Linked DNA regions of Zea mays: all the other regions are linked to region 1. The links are chromatin contacts, called in public Hi-C maps. All regions are on one chromosome and are shown on one strand. The core of a region is the stretch at or near the end of the contact, and the rest is flanking DNA. Distances in the headings are between cores, read along the strand shown.

Region 1 (5,100 bases), core at 817-3,316:
CTGTGCTTCTGATGTGCAATAAATATTTACATAAAAACTTGGAAAAAGATCACATACCTGAGACAGCTAGCACAATGCCAACATCCTGGGATGTCAAACTCAGGCCCCGGAATTTTCTGCTGCTCACTGCCCAGAGTGAAAATGTCTGAAGATGATATTTAGAAAACGTATTAGGATTTTCTGCTTAGCAGCTACTTCAAGGGACACTATGATATTATTGGCATCCTCTCATAGTGAATTGTAATAGAAGAAGTTACTCTCATTATCAGTTAATTAATATTCGGAAAAGAGGATAAGAAGAGATCACCTCAAGATAAGCTGTGTCATGGAGACAAAAGATACAGTAGAGGATTACTGCTGACATCAGTTGCCAGTTCTTTAGCAGGTTCTTTGTAGACGTGCAACCAGATTCTTTAGCTTTTCCAACTTCTAAGTTAGAGTCACCAACTTGTGCCTCCATTTCATCAATAGCTTCTACCTTTTCATTATCATGAAAGTGCAGCGTTTCCTAAGGAAATGGGATTAATGCTAAGGAACTTTCTAAAAACCTTATGATTTTTTTTTGTAAGAATGCTGTTTTGTGTGGTACAAGGAGTTTGTACTATACAGAGGCGTATCAGTCCTGATATATTTAATGTGTTTTTAAGGCATGTAACAGGTTGGAGTTTCAAGGAAAATGATGTGGCATACTGGAAGCCAAATGCATGCAATACATGATCCTGCTGCTAGTATCGATATGACAAGGCCTGGGAGGAAGTATGGAAACCTGAAAGTAGAAGCAAATTCCAAAAGTTTATTATATGCTTAAAACAATAAAAAATGGTAGAAATAGTATGAACAGTAGTTCACCTCCCAAATATGGATCCATTGGAGAAAATATTTGGGTACTTCTCTGCAGGCTAATACAGGATTGAGGATAGATAATGTTAGTCATGTATTTTTGCAATGTTTGCTTCATGGACTATATAAAGTGTGGTTATCCTTACCTGTGCTAGAAACCCTCCAATAGCTGGTCCAACAACAAGAGCTATTGCTCTTGATGATGTAACCTAGGACATCATGTTAGACCTAAGTTAGCTACAAGTATACTACATTACAATCTGAATATTTGGTGAATAAGCTGAAGGATTGAAATGAAAAGTATATTAGGGATTGTTCTTACAACAGACATTGCTAGAGCTTGGTGCTCTTTCCTGCAGACTTCCGTAGCATAGGCCTGGAAAATACATATGCATCCATGAGCATCTATTGCCTAATCCATCTGTTAATCAGGGCAACGCAATCCAGACAAGATACAATGAGTAACCTTGATTGGTCCCAGTATACCACAAAGCAACCCAAGCAGCCCCCTAGTCACAATGGCCATCCAGTAACTTGTGCTAAGGCCAAAGAGTGTGCTGAACACAATCCTGAAAAAAAAAATCAAAACCAGGTTTACTTCAGCCCATTTGCTGGAGTACTGACCACCGAGTATGATCCCACAATGTAGCTGAATGTTCCCTACACTGAGATGATGCTGATCACAATGCAGGGCTTCCTTCCATACTTGTCAGCAAATATGCCCCATGGCACAGAACTGACGGTTCTGGCAAGGAAATAGGTTGCCCCTGAAAGAGACAATATACAGTCAGCCAAACAATAGCTAGTGATAATTGATGACAACTATCATTGAACCGTGACAAAAACCAAACAATCTACTCATGCGACCTGATTGCGAAGAGTATTCTTTTATTTGAAATGGGAAGTTTTATTCCGAAGAGCATAAAAATATATAAACAAAATGTGAAATCTCAACCATGAGAGGAGACATTACTCACCAACAAATCCAGCATAGAATCCGATGTCTTGCTCTTGTTTTGCGATTTTAAAGTCCCTCATCTGTTGTTTTGAAACAATATTATAAAGTTATGGATCATTATGTTCCAGAATTCATTGAATTGCTAGTTTTTTCGTATGTCAATGGGGGTAAGGTTGACCATAGTGTATACATACCATGAAGTATATATAAGGGAATAGCGACTGGATTGGCAGAGCTGGGATGGACAAAAATGAGGGGTTATTCAACAACAAATAGAACTAATTTGATGTGGCAAGACGAATAGATCAGTGCCTATGCAATTCAATAGCAAATGTTCTATAAATTTATTCTATAACAATACCATGGTATATAATTTTCCAGAAACAAGGATAAACACATAATGAAAATATATGCACTGGAAAATGTAGGGAAAAAGTCAAGTGTGATTAGAAAATTTGACAATGGCGAAAACAATGCAATATGCATTCCTCGGAGTCATTGACCTGGAAATGTACCATTTTCCTCAAGTTTTGCAACATGTTCCGATAGACGGTATGGAGTATTATCAATTATTCACCACAAGTGCGGACTACTACCGGTTGTACTGCCTCCTTGCACTAATGTAGCAAATTTTCTTTTATTACTTCTCAACTAAAATGCTTGCCATGGACTGTTGACAGGACCAATTAATGGTCCATCACTTGAGAAACACTCATTGGCATTTATCGAATAACTTAGGTGCATGCAACAACGGCACAGCAAACAGAAAAGATTGTTATGTTTGCATCAGCATGGCTAAGCCCATTCATCAGAGTATCAGGCCGCTGAATCGCCTCTGCAGATGCGATTGTGCCAGGAGTCCGACTAAACCACGAAAACTTACTCCTACATGTTTTAGTGAATGATTTTTCGGATTGGATATGACAAGATGCCGGAATCCACACAGTCCAACTTTTTTTTTTTGATGTAACACACAGTCCAACCTTCACTGATCGACCCCGGGCCTAGATCTTTGTCTACGTGCTACATACCACTTGCTAAGAACTAGAAAAATAAAAAAAGGAGCCAAATACCCACAGGAGGTGAGGCAGACGATCCAGATGTAGAAGAAGTTGAGGTAGGGGATGCCGGTGTTGCTCTCATTCGTCTCGTCCAGCCGGCACCCAGGGCACCCTTCTTGGTAGTGCTTCTTTGCTTCATCGCCTGCGTCTCGAGGAGGCAATTCATCAGCCTCGCCATTGCGTGATTCCATTTAGGGCATCCACAATGCGACGCTCTGATGTCGGCCCGCCGCTAGCATTGGCTTGCAGAGTTGTAGGGGAGATCTGCAGAAGCAGTAGGAGTTTTCCTGCACAGAGGCCCATGTGGAACCGTGTTGGAGTGAAAGTGGTGGCTCTTCCGCATGCATACATAGTACCGAAAATCAAGGGAAAAACATGCTCGTGGGATCACCGTAGGTTTTCCGTTACCGACCATCAAGTGAGTGGTGGAAGAACGAAGAAGGCGACCTCTCCTCGAACTTGTGTCCTCCTCTGCGCCTCCCAACGGAACTCACTGCATGCAGCAGTGCCGCCGCACCCACCGGCCTCTTCTCTTGTTGTAGCAGCAGCTCGACGGCCGTGGAGAGAAGGGCAACAAGGTAAATCGGTCCGGATCTGCGCGGGCGGTGCGCGCCATCGCGGGGCCGGCCGTGGCCTCCGATAGGCTGATCTGGGCCGTCAAAAGAAATGGGAGCCCGCTCGCAACTAGAGGCCTTTCCAGTTTTCGGATCCCGGGTTTCCTACGACAATGGTGATTTTGCTCGCCATTGTTGCTCATGTGCCAATTATATATAGTTGGAGGCATGAGCTGGACGTAACTTGCTCATGTGCCAACCATGGATTTAAATCGAGGGAAATATCCTGTGCAATCAATTATGTTGGTATAAACGTGTAATCAAGCTATCTAGAGCATCCGATCAAAATTCGACCATAACTGCTGTTTTATATTTAACTTCTTTCACCTAAAACCTGATATTTATTTTATATTTAACTCCTTCCACACATAAACCATTCGATCTAAATTGAATACTCTAGATGGTTCGATTACACGCTTGTACCAAATGAGTGATTACACAAGATATGTCCCCTTTAAAGAGCAGGCTAAGGCTCGAAACGGGCAAGTCGAGCTTGGCTCGGCTCATTTCGCTACGCTTTAGCTCACTCCTCTGACGAGCCTGAAATGTTGGCTTGGCTCGGTTCATTGCTAGCTCACGAGCTGGCTCGTCGAGCCAACGAGCCTAACCATAAGCGTGAACTCGTTGTTTAAAATTTTTATTAAATCAAAAAAAATTAAGTAACATATTTTAGATTAGTAAAATAAATATATTACTAATATATTATAGAAAATAGGTTACTTTTGTACATTAATCTTAAAAACATAAACTAATCGTATATTTAGCAAGGTTATATTAAGCGCTAGGCGTTAGACGGGCGTTAGGCCATTGTTTAGCGCCTATAAAGCTTAATCATAGATTAATCGTGTTTAAGCGTTTGTAGGAATATTACAATATAATATATATTTGCACAGAAAAACAGTTTTACCTAGAAATTATAGGTACTTACCTGGATTAATAGACATGTTTTTGCAGCATTGCTGCACGTTCCCAGCTTCTTACCTTCAGCCCTTCACCAAAGAGCAGCATCATCACAAATCAACAAACAATAGATTAAACTGTAAAAGAGATGAACAAATCAACAAGAAGACTAAAAGAAAAGAAACTTATCTTCTTCTCATCTTCTTTCCTTCAGCCTTTCACCAAACAACAACAGCACAAATTAAGAAAAAACTCATAATCACAATTCACAAATAAACATTAACAGCTCATAGCAGACTTAAACTAATTCAAATAGATAATAGACTAGTTCATGACACACAACACACTAGTAGCGCAATGGAGCAATATAAATATTACAAACTTAGATTAGTTCAAACTTCAAATAAACTGATAAACATAACAGCAGGTCAACTGCAGTCCTGCAATTCACCATTACTCCACATGGACATAGTCACTGGTGTTTGAAATCTCACAGTTGTCCTCTTCATAATCAATATCCTCATGCACATTGTCTTCATCTTCTTTTTCAGATTCCCAATCTTCTTCGTCCACCTCTCTAGCCACTCTTGCGCTCCTGCGAGGTTGAAGCTCATCCTCTACTCCCATTGCATCTCCTAGGACAGACCATGGTATACCTGTCCCTTGCATTTCTCCCTCATCATCATCCCTGATTTGAACTAATGCTTGTTCATCCCCTCCCTCAAAG
Region 2 (5,100 bases), core at 950-3,449, 220 kb before region 1:
TGACCAGTTTTCACTTGTTTATCACAATAAACTGGTTATCGATGGGGCCGATTTTCAGTTTTTCACCCTTCAACTGATTTGGTGAACCCTGTAGACCTGTACCTAGGTACAATGCACCCACAATCGCCTTTCAAGTCGTAGATGGAGGTGCTAGCATGGCCCTGCTGGCCCCCCAACCAAAAAATATTTTTTACTTATATATCTATGACTAAAATAAAAGAGATAGTTTGTAATAATATATATTCCATTTATATTACTATAGTTATATATAAGAAAAATCCTGGCTTATTAATTGGAGAACATACACTTTCTTTCAGGTGACCAAGCTTGTTTATTTATCTGATTGTGATAGTGTGTACATGTAGAAATACATATATGAAATTGAACTAGGAAAAGGTAAAATTCAGGAAATTAAGGAAAAGACGTTATGCAGTGTCGTGCTGCTGTGTTTGCAATGCAGCACAAGACTGAGCAATCTGAGCTGCTAGAGGTGGCGCCCCGCCGGGACGCGGAGGCTCGCTTTCTCCCAGACGCAGTAGTCCTTGCCGTGCGCCGCCGGGTGGAAATCCGACGGGACCACGCTGCTCACGCCGTACCTTGTCCCGATCTTCACCATGACCTTCTCGTCGACGACGGCCACGTACGCGTCCGCGTCCGCCACGAGGATCCGCAGCTTGCTCCCGGCGCGGATGCCGTTCCGCGCCCTGATGGCAGACAGCGTGGATATCTCCTGCTTCAGGTTCCAGTCGAACATGTGGTCGTAGAACTGGACGTGCATCATGCAGCCATGCACACGTTGGATTATTAGCTATAGTATATATAGGCACTACGTCTGGTTTGGGAGTGAGATTCTGGTGTGTGTAAGTGTAACTGACGAGTCACTCACAATGCAGGGGACTCCTGGATGGGTGAGGATGTAGGCGTAGCCCTGCATGACCTTGTCGGATGGGAACGGCCAGAGCTTCTGCGTCGACCCGGTGTCATGGTTGTCGACGAAGGTGACGGCCTTCTCGGGCGCCCACCCGATCAGGCCGGCCGCGTTGCCGGAGCTGTCGCGCAGCCGCCACAGCTCCCCCTGCACGCCCGCCTGCAGCAGGCCCTTGGTGGGGAAGTCGAACGCCATGGCGGGCCCGCCGACGGCCCGCGTCCAGTCCAGCAGCTCCTGCCGGCACTGGTCCTGGTTGGGCGCCGGCTTGCCGTCCCCGCTGTAGCTCAGCGAGTTCCATATCTCCGCGACGACGAAGCTCGGCGGCCCCGTGCTCTCCACGTACATTCTGGCGACGGCCGGCGAGTAGCCCTTGGCGAAGTCGAGGCGCCAGCCGTCGAACCCCACGGCGTCGGACCTGAGCCAGTTGAGCCAGGCGGAGAGCTCCCGCTGCACGCGCGGGTTGAGGTGGTCGATGTCGGGCGCCGCCGCGAACCCCTCGCCCGTGTCGCGGTGCCCCGTCCCGTCCGAGTACTGCGTGTCGTCGCTGCAGATCATCCCGGGGCCCCAGTCCAGGCGGTCGTCGGGAGTCCCGCCCTCGAAGATGCAGTACACGCCGCGCGCGTCCTTCTTTTCCGCGCACCGGTGGTTGATGACGATGTCCGCCACGCACTGCACGCCCCTGCCGTGGAACGCCGCTATCAGGGACTTGAGCTCCGCCGCCGTGCCGTACTTGGACGCGTCCAGGTCGTATAGGCGGCCTGGCATGTAGCCTGCCCATGGCCGTCGCCCGTCGCGTTATATATCTCATGTCAACAAAGCATGGATGTACACGTAACGTACTAGCGTAGTGATCTGCTCAGCATGAGGGTGTCAGCCGGGCAGTAGTGAGAGTACCTTGTGGCGAGACGGAGTGCGAGGGTGGAGGCAGCCAGACGTGCGTGACGCCGGCCTTGGCGATGTCGTCGACCTGGGCCTTGAGCCTGTTGTACCAGCCTCCCTGCTGCTTGCACGACTCCCAGTTAAACCCCTGCACGCGCGCGCACAGATCGTCGTGGCATGCATGATAAGTTGACCATAACATTATTGACGTGTACAGGTACATATATACTCGTCGTACTCGTACCTGGAAGAGGACTTGTGCCTGGACCAGGCCGCAGGCCAGCAGGGTGGTGCAGAGCGCCAAGAGGAAGAGCAAGCACAAGCTGCTCGAGTGCTTCATCATCTCCGTCTGCGACTGCGACAGTGCGCGAGATGCTTCACTTATCTCAGAGAGTGGGTGGAGGTGTGTGTGGTTGTGCCGACTGCCGAGTGGGCTCGCCGGGGGCGCCCTATATATAGGCCGTCGCCGGCACGGTGGCTGAGGCAGGGAATGTTGAGGGAAGGCTCCTCGTCATTAATGCGATGTGGATATATGGATAGAGGGGCCACGTAGGTCCGGCGCCGACAAGAGGGGCAGTCCAACAGGCGCCTGCCTAGATGCATGCGGCGGCGTGGTGCTGTTGAAGACAAAGACCCGTTGCGGCGGCTGCGGCGGCGGCGAGACGACGACGGTTGCTCCCAGACTCTCACTCCTGGCAAGACGGAAGAGCTCGGCGATCGATCTCGCCGCCTTGGGACAGCCGCAACCGGAGGCCTGACTGGCCGCGCGGGCGCCACGGCACTCGCCTAGCTAGACGCGGTAGCTAGCCTTGACTGGACGGACGACGTAGTATATATGGACGGACTATGGAGGCGCCCGTCGTCGGCTTTTTCGCCGCCTTAAATTCTTGACCTGGCGATGCTATCCACATCCTTAAACGCAAAGTGACCGATCCATCGAGCATTCGAGCCCCGCCTGATGCCGACCTAGAAAGGAGAGAACTGGATAATGCCCAGCCCACTCATGGCACTCAATGGAGCTTGCTTGGCCAACGAAGCAATCCAACAGAAACAGCAGCGATGGATTTAGCCACTCCTGAATTGCCGACGAGATCATGTCAGTCAGCATCTCTGACGAAGTTGGACTCAAACTCGTTGAATTGCCGATGCCGACTTGGTATCTGCTAGAGCGTTCTAGATGGGCATTTCCTTCTTTCAATGGCTTGGGAAATTGGGAGTATAAGTGTGAAGAGCATTTCTCCAACCACAAAAAGCCTTCGAAATGTCCGAGGGAAACGCATGCACTAATGTCTGAGGAAGGCTTGAAAATTCCCATATTTATATTCCTTATATATATAATATGAAGTTGCGAACGTAATGTTGATATGCGCCCTTGTGGTTCGGGTTATGATTGATTGTCAATAATAGTAGTGTCTTGGATTGAGTCGTGTGGGCTAAACAGAGTGCGAGTGTATTTGTGTAGCATATGTCTTCGTCTATGTGACACACAGGTGTGGAGTCCAAAGAGGGCATACAAGTTCGTGGTGATAGGCCAGAAGCAGCGAAGACAAACAATGAGTCTTGATCAGGGCTGCAGAAGTTAAGTGACTAGTCATGATGGCTAACATCTAGGAACACATTCAGACACAGACATGGCAGACTGAATTGAGTCACCGTCGCAACTGCAAACTGATGGAACGACACGTGTCTAGGACGTGATGATGCGTATGGAGTACGCTACCCGTAGGGATTTTGGTGGTAGAGCCTCAAAACCACCCATTGCGAAAGCTCACAGGTTCGCTAGGTTTGGGCCTCAAAATCTGGTGGCATGGTTCGGGAGGAATTGAAGGCCGCACGTGGCGTCATCCCGGAGAGTACATCAAGGCGAAACAACTTCATGAAGAGTGTGACTGTTAGATCAAAATTCTAAGAGTTGGTCTACTTTACCTCTGTTCGAGTGGATAGACCCTATATATTTAGAGGTAGTTTAGAAAGGAGAAATAACCATCTATAAATAAGAGTGGAAAGCTGAACCATTCGGCTACCTCTTGAGCGCCTTTTAGCTTGTAATCTTCATTTTCCTTCTCATTTTGTTAGGAGCTCCTTAGATACTTTAAACCTTGATATCTATTTTGAGGAAGTGTGGTCGTAACCACACTTTGTCCTTTAAGTTTTTCAATCTGCACTAAATCTGATGGGTTTTGAGCTTTAGTTGATTCTTCTCCTCTCTACTTTTCTAGTTATTTTAAGGATCCGAGTTATTGGGTCATTTAGGTTTGATATAAACATGCTAGGACCTCTAGGATCATATCCACCAAGTGGTATGGGTTGATTCACCTAGAGCACAAATTTCCAATCCCTTGAGCAATTTTGAGAAAACCTCGATTCGAATTTGTATTTTCAATCTGACTTTAAAGTTGAAACTTTTTAGCTCAAATTTTTTGGACATCTTTTAGACTTCATTATGAAAATGTGTGCAAAATTTCGGCTCAATAAGAGTCCACTTGGATCAATTTTGCATTTTGGAACTTAATTTTGCAAAATTTCGGCTCAATAAGAGTCCGCTTGGATCAATTTTGCATTTTGGAACTTAATTTTGAGCTGCTAAAAATAGCCCGAGGGCGTGTTTGGTTTGGCTTTTGTCTTTGACTTTTGCTGTCTAAAAGCGAAAAGCCAAACCACGGGACTAGATTCAGAAAGCAGCTTTTTCTAAAGCCTATTTTCTCGCGGTGCAAAACTGAAAGCACCTCTGGACCTGCTTTTAACGGCTTTTTGATAGAACTATGAAAATATATATGGAAAGAATTTTTAGCGGCTTTTAGTGATTTCCACCAAATGATTTTTAGCTTTTTAGCAGTTCATAGCTCACAACAACCTTTTTCACAGCTCACAACCCACAGCAATTTTTTTCACAGCCACAACCCAACCAAATAGATCATGAGTAAGCAATACAATTTTAGGTCGATTTGGACTTTTCGGTGTATCTTTTGCAATCTGTTTGTTTCGTTGGACTCGTGTGTGCCCTAGTAACATTTTCAAAACAAGAAATCACTAGTTGGTTTATATGTTTTTGGTTTGAGCATTTCCTTCATCCTCAAGTTTGGAAGATTTCTCTTGCAAGGACATCTCTAGCCGATTTGAGCGCTTTATTGTGTTCTTTTGGTCATCACCAAGAATATCGTACCACCGGTTATCGCTTACACATCCCTTTTGTGCCATTTGAAATTTTGGAGGTTTGGACGTTGCATTGGGAAGCAAGGCAAGATTGCCCGAGTGTAAAGATTTTATTGGCTCTCATTCACCCCCCCCCCTCT
Region 3 (5,100 bases), core at 710-3,209, 210 kb before region 1:
TGAGGATTGAATTGAAAGGAGGGCATTGAGCAGTTGCATTTAAGAATTATTTACTCCTTTGTATTTAGAACACACTCCTTGAGTAACACACATTAATACTGCATCCACTTTCCTTTCTACATCAACATGACACAAGAATTGTTCTAATCTAAGAGCAATACACTTTCCTCCCGCCAAAAAGAGATGAATTGATGAAGAATAAGTGCCAAATGATAGGTTTCTAAACCAAATGCTATTCAAACTTACTACATTTATCTGAACAAACTATCCGAATTAACCATTTGAGACAATACAAGCATGCAGAGATCAGTGGCGGAGCCAGCCACGGATTCAAGCCTGGGCACCGTCAGGAGAAAGCGGCTCCATCTCCGGCTGCTGGCTTGCTGAGGTTGGGCGTCAGACGGCCGACTGCTGATGCTGGGCGCTGTGTTGGTCTGCTGAGAGCGTGCAGCCGGGGCTGGGCCTGGGCACGCTGCGCAGGGTGGCCGGGGTTAGCCTGCTGTGGCCACCGTCCGCTGGGCTGCTGTGAGCCGCGCCGAAGGAGGAAGGAGTCGACCAAGCCAGCAGAGGGCAGCCAACTGCAGCACTGGCGCGAGCGCGGCCAGGCCCTGGGGAGATGATTGGCTGTTGGTGCTAGGCAGCTACCTCTAGCGTTTGGCGTTGGTGACCGCGAGGGATTGAGGGTGAGGCCATGATGGTTAGCTGGCTAGCTGCCATGGGGAGGCCATGGTGTGACCACGTCTGTGGCTGATGAATACGAGCTGGTCACTTGCATGTCGTCGAAGGCGAAGCCCGGGCACGAGCCCAGGCTGGCCGGGCGATGCCTCCGCCACTGGCAGAGATACTTCCTATTTTCATTCAAGGAACAGAGTACTAATCTAGTACAAAGGTTCAGGGCTTTAGGCACATATAAACATGCCTCGACATAAAATCCAACTGGTTGAGCAGCTAGGCCGAGTCAAGGCTGGGCAGAGAGGGGAAACTAAAGTGAAGCATTTCATTTTTGGGTAATCTTATTTGTATCAGGCTCAAATTTCTCTCTTTGGCTCAGCTAAGCCACAAATACTTAAGGTTCCATAATCATATAGGAACCAGTGGCACCCTCTCAGACTATGCATATACAAGTCGTCCACAGACAATCTGAAGAAGTCCTTGTATGACGTTATATTGTTATTCGGACGACTTATTTCATAAATTCGTAATGAATGAAGATTTACGCTTAAAAATACAAGCATAAAATGCTGCCAGCTGCTGCTGTCATGCTTCACCAAGTATGAATACTTAATCAGGCGGATGGTCTAGGTTTCACGCAACAGAGATTTCGCCAGAACTTATGAAGTAACTTCGATCCACCTCAGCAGCAGGTCAGTGGAACCAATTCGTTAACAAACTAACTTTCCTAACTCAAACTAAGAGCACGAGGGAAAAAAGGCATGCACTAGACCTTGGCAGCGCCACCGACAAGCACGGGATCCCTGTCAAAGTCGCGGTCGTAGGGCACGGCGTCCTCCCTCTCGAGCCGCTGCTCGCACCGCCGGATCTCTTCGTCCTCGCCGTCGCCGTCGCCGTCTGCCCTCGGGACCGCGCCCCGGCCCACGGATTCACCCCAATGGGAGGAGCGGCGGTAAAAGGAGGTGGTCCAGCTCTCGACCACCTCGGCGTTCTTCGCCATGTCGAGGCGGCCGAGGAAGGCGATCTCGGCGAGGAAGGCGGCGCCTACGAGGAGCGGCAGCAAGCACCTCCATCGCCGCCGGCGGCCCGCCTGCGACTGCGAGTGGGAGGAGACCATCATTGCTGGCCCTCCTCGCGCCTCGCCGGCGCCGGGTGGGGAGTGGTGGAGAGATCGTGTGGGGCGACCAAGAGACGGTGGGCGGAGTCAGGCGAGTTTGGAACGAGCCAACGACCCCCCGCGCCAGCAGCCGCTGAGATCTTCCTCGCACGGGCACGGATTTGGTTCTGTTCGGCCGGCTCCAATTCTCCATTGGCACGGACGAGGGACGAGTCGTACTCGTACAGACAGACGGGCGCCGGCGAGAAGCAGGCATGTGGGATGGGCACCACGTGTCAGGGAAATGGAGTGGCCGCTGCCGCTTTGCCTTTGTTGGATTGGAGAGCCCGCCGGTGGGCTTTGACAGTTGGGCTCAAAGCAGTTTTCTAGTAGTTCGGGCTTGAAACGAAACCAGGCCGACATCGGGAATTGTAATCCAACGTGTGTTTCTAAAAGAAAGAAAGAAAAAATGTAAAACAAGTGTTTTGGAACCCTAAAAACAAACAAACGGCGTCCCTCAACTACCAGATCCAAGGTTGTTCCTGACTTTTCGGGGGCCCTGTAAGAAATCCGATATAGAGGCCCCATCCACACACAAATATATATAATTATACATATATTATACAAATATATATAATTATACATATATTATCGAATATTTGACGTATAAAAATTATTATGCATTGTTTTGAAGTTTATAAGATAACAAATGTAAAATATATCCAAAAACACTTAGTTGTTATCTGATATCATTAAAAATATCTTCTAACATTTTGTGATACAAAGTCATCGTTTATATTATTGAGATCAATCTTATCCAACAACTTTTTTCGATATATAGAATCGCTAAGTCATTTAACCTCTCTTGAGTTATCGTTGACCATAAATAGTTTACAAAATATTTCAATTTTAAAAAGCTTCTCTCTACCGATGCAATCATCATATGTATAGTAAATAATATTCTCTCTATATCAAAATAGAATTTATTTTGCTTCTTTAGTGGATTCATCATCATATAGTTGAATATAAATATAAAAATCAAGAAAGCTAAAACAAATACTATTTGAAACGGATGGAGTATTCGATAAGTAATTGAGACATTAGTTTAATAATCTAAACGAGACTGGTCGATAGCGCATCGCTTTTTACGTATTTGTGTCTAGAATTGTCGGGGACCATAATTAGGGGTACCCCCAAGACTCCTAATCTCAGCTGGTAACCCCCATCAGCACAAAGCTGCAAAGGTCTGATGGGCGCGATTAAGGTCAAGGCTCAGTCCTCTCAAGGGACACGATCTCGCCTCGCCCGAGCCCAGCCTCGGGCAAAGGCAGCCGACCCCGGAGGATTCACGTCTCGCCCGAGGGCTCCCTCAAGCAACGGACACACCTTCGGCTCGCCCGAGGCCCAGTCTTCGCAGAGAAGCAACCTTGGCCAGATCACCACGCCAACCGACCATATAGCAGGAGCATTTAAGGCAAGGATCGCCTGACACCTTATCCTGACGCGCGCTCTTCAGTCGACAGAGCCGAAGTGACCGCAGTCACTTTGCCGCTCCACTGACCGACCTGACAAGAAAACAGTGCCGCCTGCGTCGCTCCGACTGCTGTGCCACTCGACAGAGTGAGGTTGACAGCAGCTAAGTCCAGCCTCGGGCGCCATAGGAAGCTCCGCCTCGCCCGACCCCAGGGCTCGGCCCCCGTCTCGGCCTCGGAAGATGGACTTCGCCTCGCCTGACCCCAGGGCTCAGGCTCAACCTCGACGCTGGACGACGAACTCCGCCTCGTCCGACCCCAGGGCTCGGACACAGCCTCGGCCTCGGAAGATGGACTTCGCCTCGCCTGACCCCAGGGCTCAGGCTCAACCTCGACGCTGGACGACGAACTCCGCCTCGTCCGACCCCAGGGCTCGGACACAGCCTCGGCCTCGGAAGACGGTCTCCGCCTCGTCCGACCCCAGGGCTCGGACACAGCCTCGGTCTCGGAAGACGGTCTCCGCCTCGCCCGACCCGGGGCTCGGACTCAACCTCGACCTCGGAAGGCGGACTCGACCTCGACCTCGGAGGAGCCTCCGCCTCGCCCGACCTAGGGCTCGGACCGACCACGTCACAGGGGGCCATCATTACCCTACCCCTAGCTAGCTCAGGCTACGGGGAACGAGACCAGCGTCCCATCTGGCTCGCCCCGGTAAACAAATAATGATGGCGCCCCGCGTGCTCCATGACGACGGCGGCTCTCAGCCCCTTATGGAAGCAAGGAGACGTCAGCAAGGATTCGACAGCCCCGACAGCTGTCCTTCCGCAGGGCTCAAGCTCTCCTCCGACGGCCACGACATCACATGAACAGGGTGCCAAAACCTCTCCTACTGCCACGACGGCATGTACTTAGGGCTCTAGCTCCTCTCTGCTAGACACGTTAGCACATTGATACACCCCCATTGTAAACCTGGACCCTCTCCTTATGCCTATAAAAGGAAGGTCCAGGGCTCTCGTACGAGAAGGTTGGCCGCGCGGGGGAACGGGCCGGTGCATAAGGCTCTCTCTCTCTCTCTTCCCACGCGGACGCTTGTAACCCCCTACTGCAAGCGCACCCGACCTGGGCGCAGGGCAACACGAATGCCGCGGGTTTCCCCTTTTGCCTGTTTCTTCCCCCTTCGTGCTCCGTCTCGCGCCGACCCATCTGGGCTGGGGCACGCGACGACAATTCACTCGTCGGTCCAGGGACCCCCCGGGGTCGAAACGCCGACATTTGGCGCGCCAGGTAGGGGCCTGCTGCGTGTTGACGAACAGCTTCCCGTCAAGCTCCAGATGGATAGTCTCTAGCAACCTCTCCAACCCGGGACGATTCTCCGTTTCGGGAGTCTTGAGTTCATGTCCCTCGACGGCAGCTACGACATGATACTCCTTCCTCCGCCGCGCGACAGCGAAAAATGGCGGTCGTCAGCCCGCCCGCCGGCGGCGGAATCAACGACGTCGTCCCCACGTGGCGGAAGAACAACATTCGGGTTTGTCCCGTCACCTCCCCCGCCGACGGAGGACGAGGCGGGGCAACCATGGCCAAGCAGGAGGCGGCACCTCGTCGGCTGTCGAGCAAGTCGACGACGCCGGCGCCCCAGCGGGGGACGCGTCGGGCGTCGACCTCGCGTCTGAGACGAAGACGAGCGCCGTTTCCCCGCAACGTGCCGACTCCAAGCAGACGGACGACACCAGCACGCTCGCGAAGGACTTGCTGGGCGTCGCCCTCGTACCTGAGACAGCTGTGCAGTCCGCCCCTGACGCGACTTCGTCACCGCCCGTCGACCAAGTGGTACCGACCGATTCCCATCTCGTGCCTTTT
Region 4 (5,100 bases), core at 874-3,373, 140 kb after region 1:
TCATGGATTCGGCATCTTCCATCCTTCCATCTTGACAGTAGGAGCGTATAAAAACTGTATAAGTGACGACATCAGGCTTAACACCTGCCGCAGCCATCCTATCGGATATCATTTTTGGGGAATCAGATCTAAACTCCCTGAGATGTTTATCAATTAGAATGGTAAATGGAACAGCATTGGCCTGTACTCCACTCTCAATCATATCATTCAATAGTGATATTGCTTCCAACAGCTTGTTTTCCCTGCATAGTCCATCAATAAGCGAACTGTACATGTGGGCGTCTGGCACAAACCCTTCTGTGATTATTTTCTGCATCAGATTATGAGCACCATCAAACTTTCCCGACTTGCACAATGCATCTATCATACTGGTGTAGATAACCTGATTCACCTTAATTCCCTTCTGAACAAGAGACCCGAGAAACTGCTGAGCTTCCTCAATTCTCCCATGTTTGCACAAAGCATCAATCAGCACTAAGCAAGTCCACTCATTAGGGGCCAGCCCACAAGCCTCCATTGAATGAAGCAGCCTAAAAGCATGTTCCAAGTGCCCCTCGCTGCACTGTCCCTGGATTAAGGTTGTGTATGTCACCACATTTGGAGCTAAACCTGCCTCAATCATCCGACTGTATAGTACCATGGCCCTCTCTACTTTCCCCGACTTGCAAAACCCACATATCAGCTGAGTATATGTGCGGACGTTCGGCAAGCACCCTTTACTCTGCATCCCCTTGAAGATGTCAATTGCGAGCTCCAAGTCCCCAGTACTGCAGTAGCCATCGATCAAAGCATTGTATACAGCAACATTCGGCACAAATCCCTTCCCCATTGCGTCTGTGAGCAGCGCAACCGCCTCTCCAGCTCGTCCTGCCCCACATAACCCGTGCACCATTATGCTGTAGACGTGCGAATCAGGGGCACAGCCATCAGGCCACATCCCAGCGAAAACCGCCATCGCCTCGCGCACCATCCCAGCGCCACATAGCCCCTGGAGCAGGGCTGCGTACGTGAACGGGGTGCGCGCGCACCCCCGCTGCGGCATTAGCAAGAACAATCGGCAGGCGTGCGCGAACAGCCCCGTGCGGCAGTACCCGAGGACGAAGGACGTGTACGCGTGGGAGTCCGGTGCGAGGCCGGCGCGCAGGAGCGAGGACAGATGGCGCTTGGCAGCGGGGAGGTCGCCAGCGTGGCAATAGGCGTTGATGAGGGTGGTGTAGGTGTGGAGGTTGCGGACAGGCATGCGGGCGGCGAGCGACTCCATGTCCGAGAGCATGCCGTGGCGGGCGAGCGCCATGAGGAGGGTGTTGAGGCACCGGATGGGGGGCACAGGAGCGGAGGGGGAGAGGAGGAGGAGGGAGAGACGACGGAGGTCAGTGGCCGAGGAGGCGGCGGTGGATATGGCGGCGAGGAGACGGGGCAGCGCCTTGGGCGCGGGCGCGGGCATCGCGCGGTGAGCTATGGCGTGGCGGCGGGCATTGCTGGGCCGATGACGGAGATCGGCGGCGGCGGCTATGTGAGGAGGTCAGAGACGGGAGGCGGATCCAGGGCCAGGGTGTAGTCAGAAAGACAGAAACTCAGAAGACTGGAAAATGGGCCCGGTGTTGGCCTGTTGGGAAATGGCTGAGCCGATCCGGGTTACGTCCCATTGGTAGGACTCTTTCTTGAAAATGAAGGAGAAGCTTCTTAAAAAATCAATAGTAGCCGAAAGTCAGAAAAAAACTTATATCGACTTATCTTCTATATTTTTCTCTTCGATGAGTTATAGAAGAAGCTAGATTTTTAAACAAATAGAGTGTTCTTTCTAGAGATATTTCTAAAAATAAGGAGGTAACTGTTTTTTTAAGGAGCCAAAGCTAGGGTTCAAGCTGAAAAAGGAAGAGTCATGTCAAAGAGGCATTTAGTTGAACTTCAACAACTCATCTACTTCGATTATTGTTATGTGCTCGTACATTGCTACGATTTTTATATATCACTTATCTCTTCATTGTCAAATGAATAAATGGTGAAAAGGTGCTATGCTTTAATATATCACTCATCTTCTCTCATTTGTCCAATGAACGAGTGGTCCAAGAAAAAATGAAACTAAAACTATCTACAACAGCTTATCCATCTCTACTCATATTCAAACTTCGCTTTGCGAACAGTACAATCTACGGTACAGAAACAGTGCAAAATAGTGCTTTTATGTAAACTATAGATAGATTGCTGCAGACAATCTTATAGACATCATAAAGTACGATCGTTATTTGTGACACGAGTATATTCTCGTTGTCTATAGAAGCTACTATAATATAAAAAATGCATGACAATTATAAAAAATGCATGACAAATGAGGATTCTACTAGGTAGCGGGTTTGAAACAATCGGAAACGAAGTCATATGAAGTCTCTAGAGAGCTAATGTTGTAAACAATAAAAAACTATAAAGACCTAAATGTAGAAAATAACTACAAAATTTCAATAATTCTTCAATTGGAAGAACCTCCTCATTCCTCAACCTAAATAATCATACAAAATCAAGGAATTTTATGTAAAGTTTTCATGTGTTAAATAGAATTAGCACACCATTGTACCCCAAACTGAGAACAAGTATTATATATCACTCTTGGTCATAAATTGGCTCTAGGCATATAGATAAGTGCAACAGAGGCAGCGATCTCGCTCACCGATTACGTTGATCGCCCTCCTTAAACTCGGGATCGAGCAGCTGGTGCACCGGACTAGAGTCTGGTGTGCACTGGACCAGTTACGCAGAGGGCATGTTGAAAGGGAAATAGGGTTAACCTTTTCCCAGTATTAATTTTGGTGGTTGAATGCCCAACACAAATATTGGACTAACTAGTTTGCTCTAGATTATATGTTCTACAGGTGCATAAAGGTTCAACACAAACCAATAAAAGATTGAAGTTAGGGATCAAATTCAAAGAAGCAAAGAAACCAAGTGTGCTTTGGTCTAGCGCACCGGATAGTGTCCGGTGCCCCAGGATCGTACAACTTCGAACTCTTCAGCTTCGGGTTTCTCCAGCGCCGCTCCGCTATAATTCACCGGACTGTTCGGTGTGCCACCGGACTGTCCGGTGCACCAGCGGAGCAACGACTATCTGAGAGCACCTAGAGGGGGGTGAATAGGTGATCCTGTAAAATTCAACACTAAATAGCCACAAAACTTGGTTATAGAAATGTTAGTGCGACTAAGTAGTTGAGAAGCGAATTCTTATGGACAAGACAATCACAGAGAGATCAACACAAGACACGCAATTTTTATCCCGTGGTTCGGCCAAGTAACACTTGTCTACTTCCATGTTGTGGCGTCCCAATGGACGAGGGTTGCACTCAACCCCTTTCAAGTGATCCAATGATCAACTTGAATACCACGGTTTTTCCTTTAGATGATTACTCCTGTTTGCGAGGAATCTCCACAACTTGGAGCCTCTCGCCTTACAATGATGATCACAAAAGAAGCACAGAAGTAAGGGAGGGGAGAGCAACACAAACAAGACTCAAATCCACAACACAACCACGCACACAAGTCACAACTTGAGCTCAAAACACAACGCACGGAGTTCTCAACTCAAATGGAGCTCAAGTCACTATCACAAAGAATCGAATGCGTGAAGTTGGAGTCTTGGAGTCTTAGAATGTTTCTTGTAAGCTTGTGTGACTCCTTCATGCGCCTAGGGGTCCCTTTTATAGCCCCAAGCCAGCTAGGAGCCGTTGAAGATCAACATGGAAGGCCAATCTTGCCTTCTGTCGTGTGGCGCACCCGACAGTCCGGTGCGCCACCGGACAGTCACTGTAGACGGTCCGGTGCGGATCTCCTTCCTTTTCTAGCGCAGACGACCGTTGCAGCACCGGGCCAGTTGGCACACCAGACACTGTCCGGTGCACACCGGACAGTCTGGTGCCCCTGCCGACCGTTGGCGCGGGCCACGCGTCGCCCGCGGATTGCGCGGCCGACCGTTGCGCTGGCGACCGTTGGCTCACCGGACAGTCCGGTGAATTATAGCCGTACGCCGCCAAACTTTTCCCGAGAGCGGCCTTTTCACCGGAGACCAGCCTGGCGCACCGGACAGTCCGGTGTGCCAGGCTGAGCTGAGTTTTGGCTGCACCGAGCCAACTCTTATGCAATTTTTTCTTTTCTTCTTTTCTCTGTTTCTAACACTTAGACAAATATTAGTATTCAAAAACCAATGTACTAAGTCTAGAAACATACCTCATGCCTTGATTTGCACTTTTTCAATCTTGGGCACATTTAGAACTTAGAGAATATGTGTTGGGCACTTAATCACCAAAACATTATAGAAATGGCTCAAAGGCACATTTCCCTTTCAATCTCCCCCTTTTTAGTGTTTTATGCCAACACAATCAAAAGCAACCAAAAGAAGTGCAACATCAATGCAATTGAGAACCAAATTGTTTTTTACTATAATTTGGCATATTTGGATCGCTCTTTGCCACCACTTGGTTTGTTTTGCAGATCAAATTCATTTTCCTATCTCTAAGTCAAACTCACTTGTTTGGGCATAAAGAGAGATAATCCAAGAGTGAAATTGATCAAGTGCCAAAAACTCCCCCTTTTCCCATAATCATAAATTCTCCCCCACAAGAGACTAAATTTTGTAATAAGAGCATTTTGGACAAATCAAAAGTGCTAACTCTATTGTTTTCAAAATTCACAAGTGGTAGCTGATCCATTTGTGGTAGCTGATCCATTTGCTTTGGCCTTAATTTCTCCCCCTTTGGCATTAAGCACCAAAACGGGATCATTCTTAGTCCTTTAACCCCATTGCCTCACCAAAAATGTCAATTAAGAGCAAAAAGGCAATAAGAGCATAAGAATGAACTTGGAAATAAGTACACTAATACCGGAGTGCAGTGGAAGTCTTTTAATTGTCCAAGTTCACCTTTCCCTTTCAATGCACCTTTGAGACTACATCAAGTATACTCAAACAAACAGATTAGTCTCAAAGGGTCAAGTTGTAGCACATCTCCCCCTAAATATGTGCATCATTCACACATAGACTTGTGAGGTCCGGGGATCCCTTGCACAACTTGAGCAACATAAATAAGCAACAAATTACCTAAATGAATAAAGTAACAT

The links. Hi-C and Micro-C count contacts between places; a contact is called where the count stands out from the background.
Region 2: a contact with region 1 is called in a Hi-C map of ear, with 4 times the contacts expected there. The contact joins the promoter of LOC100383492 here to the promoter of LOC103643145 in region 1. A contact is called at or near these places in 5 of 25 Hi-C or Micro-C datasets (ear, leaf, root tip and 2 more).
Region 3: a contact with region 1 is called in a Hi-C map of ear, with 3 times the contacts expected there. The contact joins the promoter of LOC100273557 here to the promoter of LOC103643145 in region 1. A contact is called at or near these places in 6 of 25 Hi-C or Micro-C datasets (bundle sheath, ear, leaf and 3 more).
Region 4: a Hi-C map of ear shows a contact between it and region 1, with 2.2 times the contacts expected there. The contact joins the promoter of LOC103643142 here to the promoter of LOC103643145 in region 1. A contact is called at or near these places in 2 of 25 Hi-C or Micro-C datasets (ear and tassel).

The regions. Positions count from the first base shown.
Region 1 is chr1:203,755,187-203,760,286 of Zm-B73-REFERENCE-NAM-5.0, reverse strand. It overlaps LOC103643145 (probable peptide/nitrate transporter At3g43790), which reads right to left and starts at 2,066. Exons shown (of 16, transcript XM_023301406.1): 1 at 1,993-2,066; 2 at 1,818-1,878; 3 at 1,505-1,607; 4 at 1,307-1,409; 5 at 1,163-1,216; 6 at 987-1,049; 7 at 850-899; 8 at 691-766; 9 at 308-508; 10 at 58-145. The coding sequence starts at 1,995.
Region 2 is chr1:203,979,356-203,984,455 of Zm-B73-REFERENCE-NAM-5.0, reverse strand. It overlaps LOC100383492 (putative alpha-amylase family protein), which reads right to left and starts at 2,199. Exons shown (of 4, transcript NM_001176140.1): 1 at 2,052-2,199; 2 at 1,823-1,955; 3 at 887-1,698; 4 at 311-766. The coding sequence starts at 2,150. The coding sequence ends at 485.
Region 3 is chr1:203,961,716-203,966,815 of Zm-B73-REFERENCE-NAM-5.0, reverse strand. LOC100273557 (3-alpha-L-fucosyltransferase) reads right to left here and starts at 1,959. Exons shown (of 7, transcript NM_001147975.2): 1 at 1,445-1,959. The coding sequence starts at 1,792.
Region 4 is chr1:203,615,202-203,620,301 of Zm-B73-REFERENCE-NAM-5.0, reverse strand. It overlaps LOC103643142 (pentatricopeptide repeat-containing protein At5g65560), which reads right to left and starts at 2,123. Exons shown (of 5, transcript XM_008666292.4): 1 at 1-2,123. The coding sequence starts at 1,444.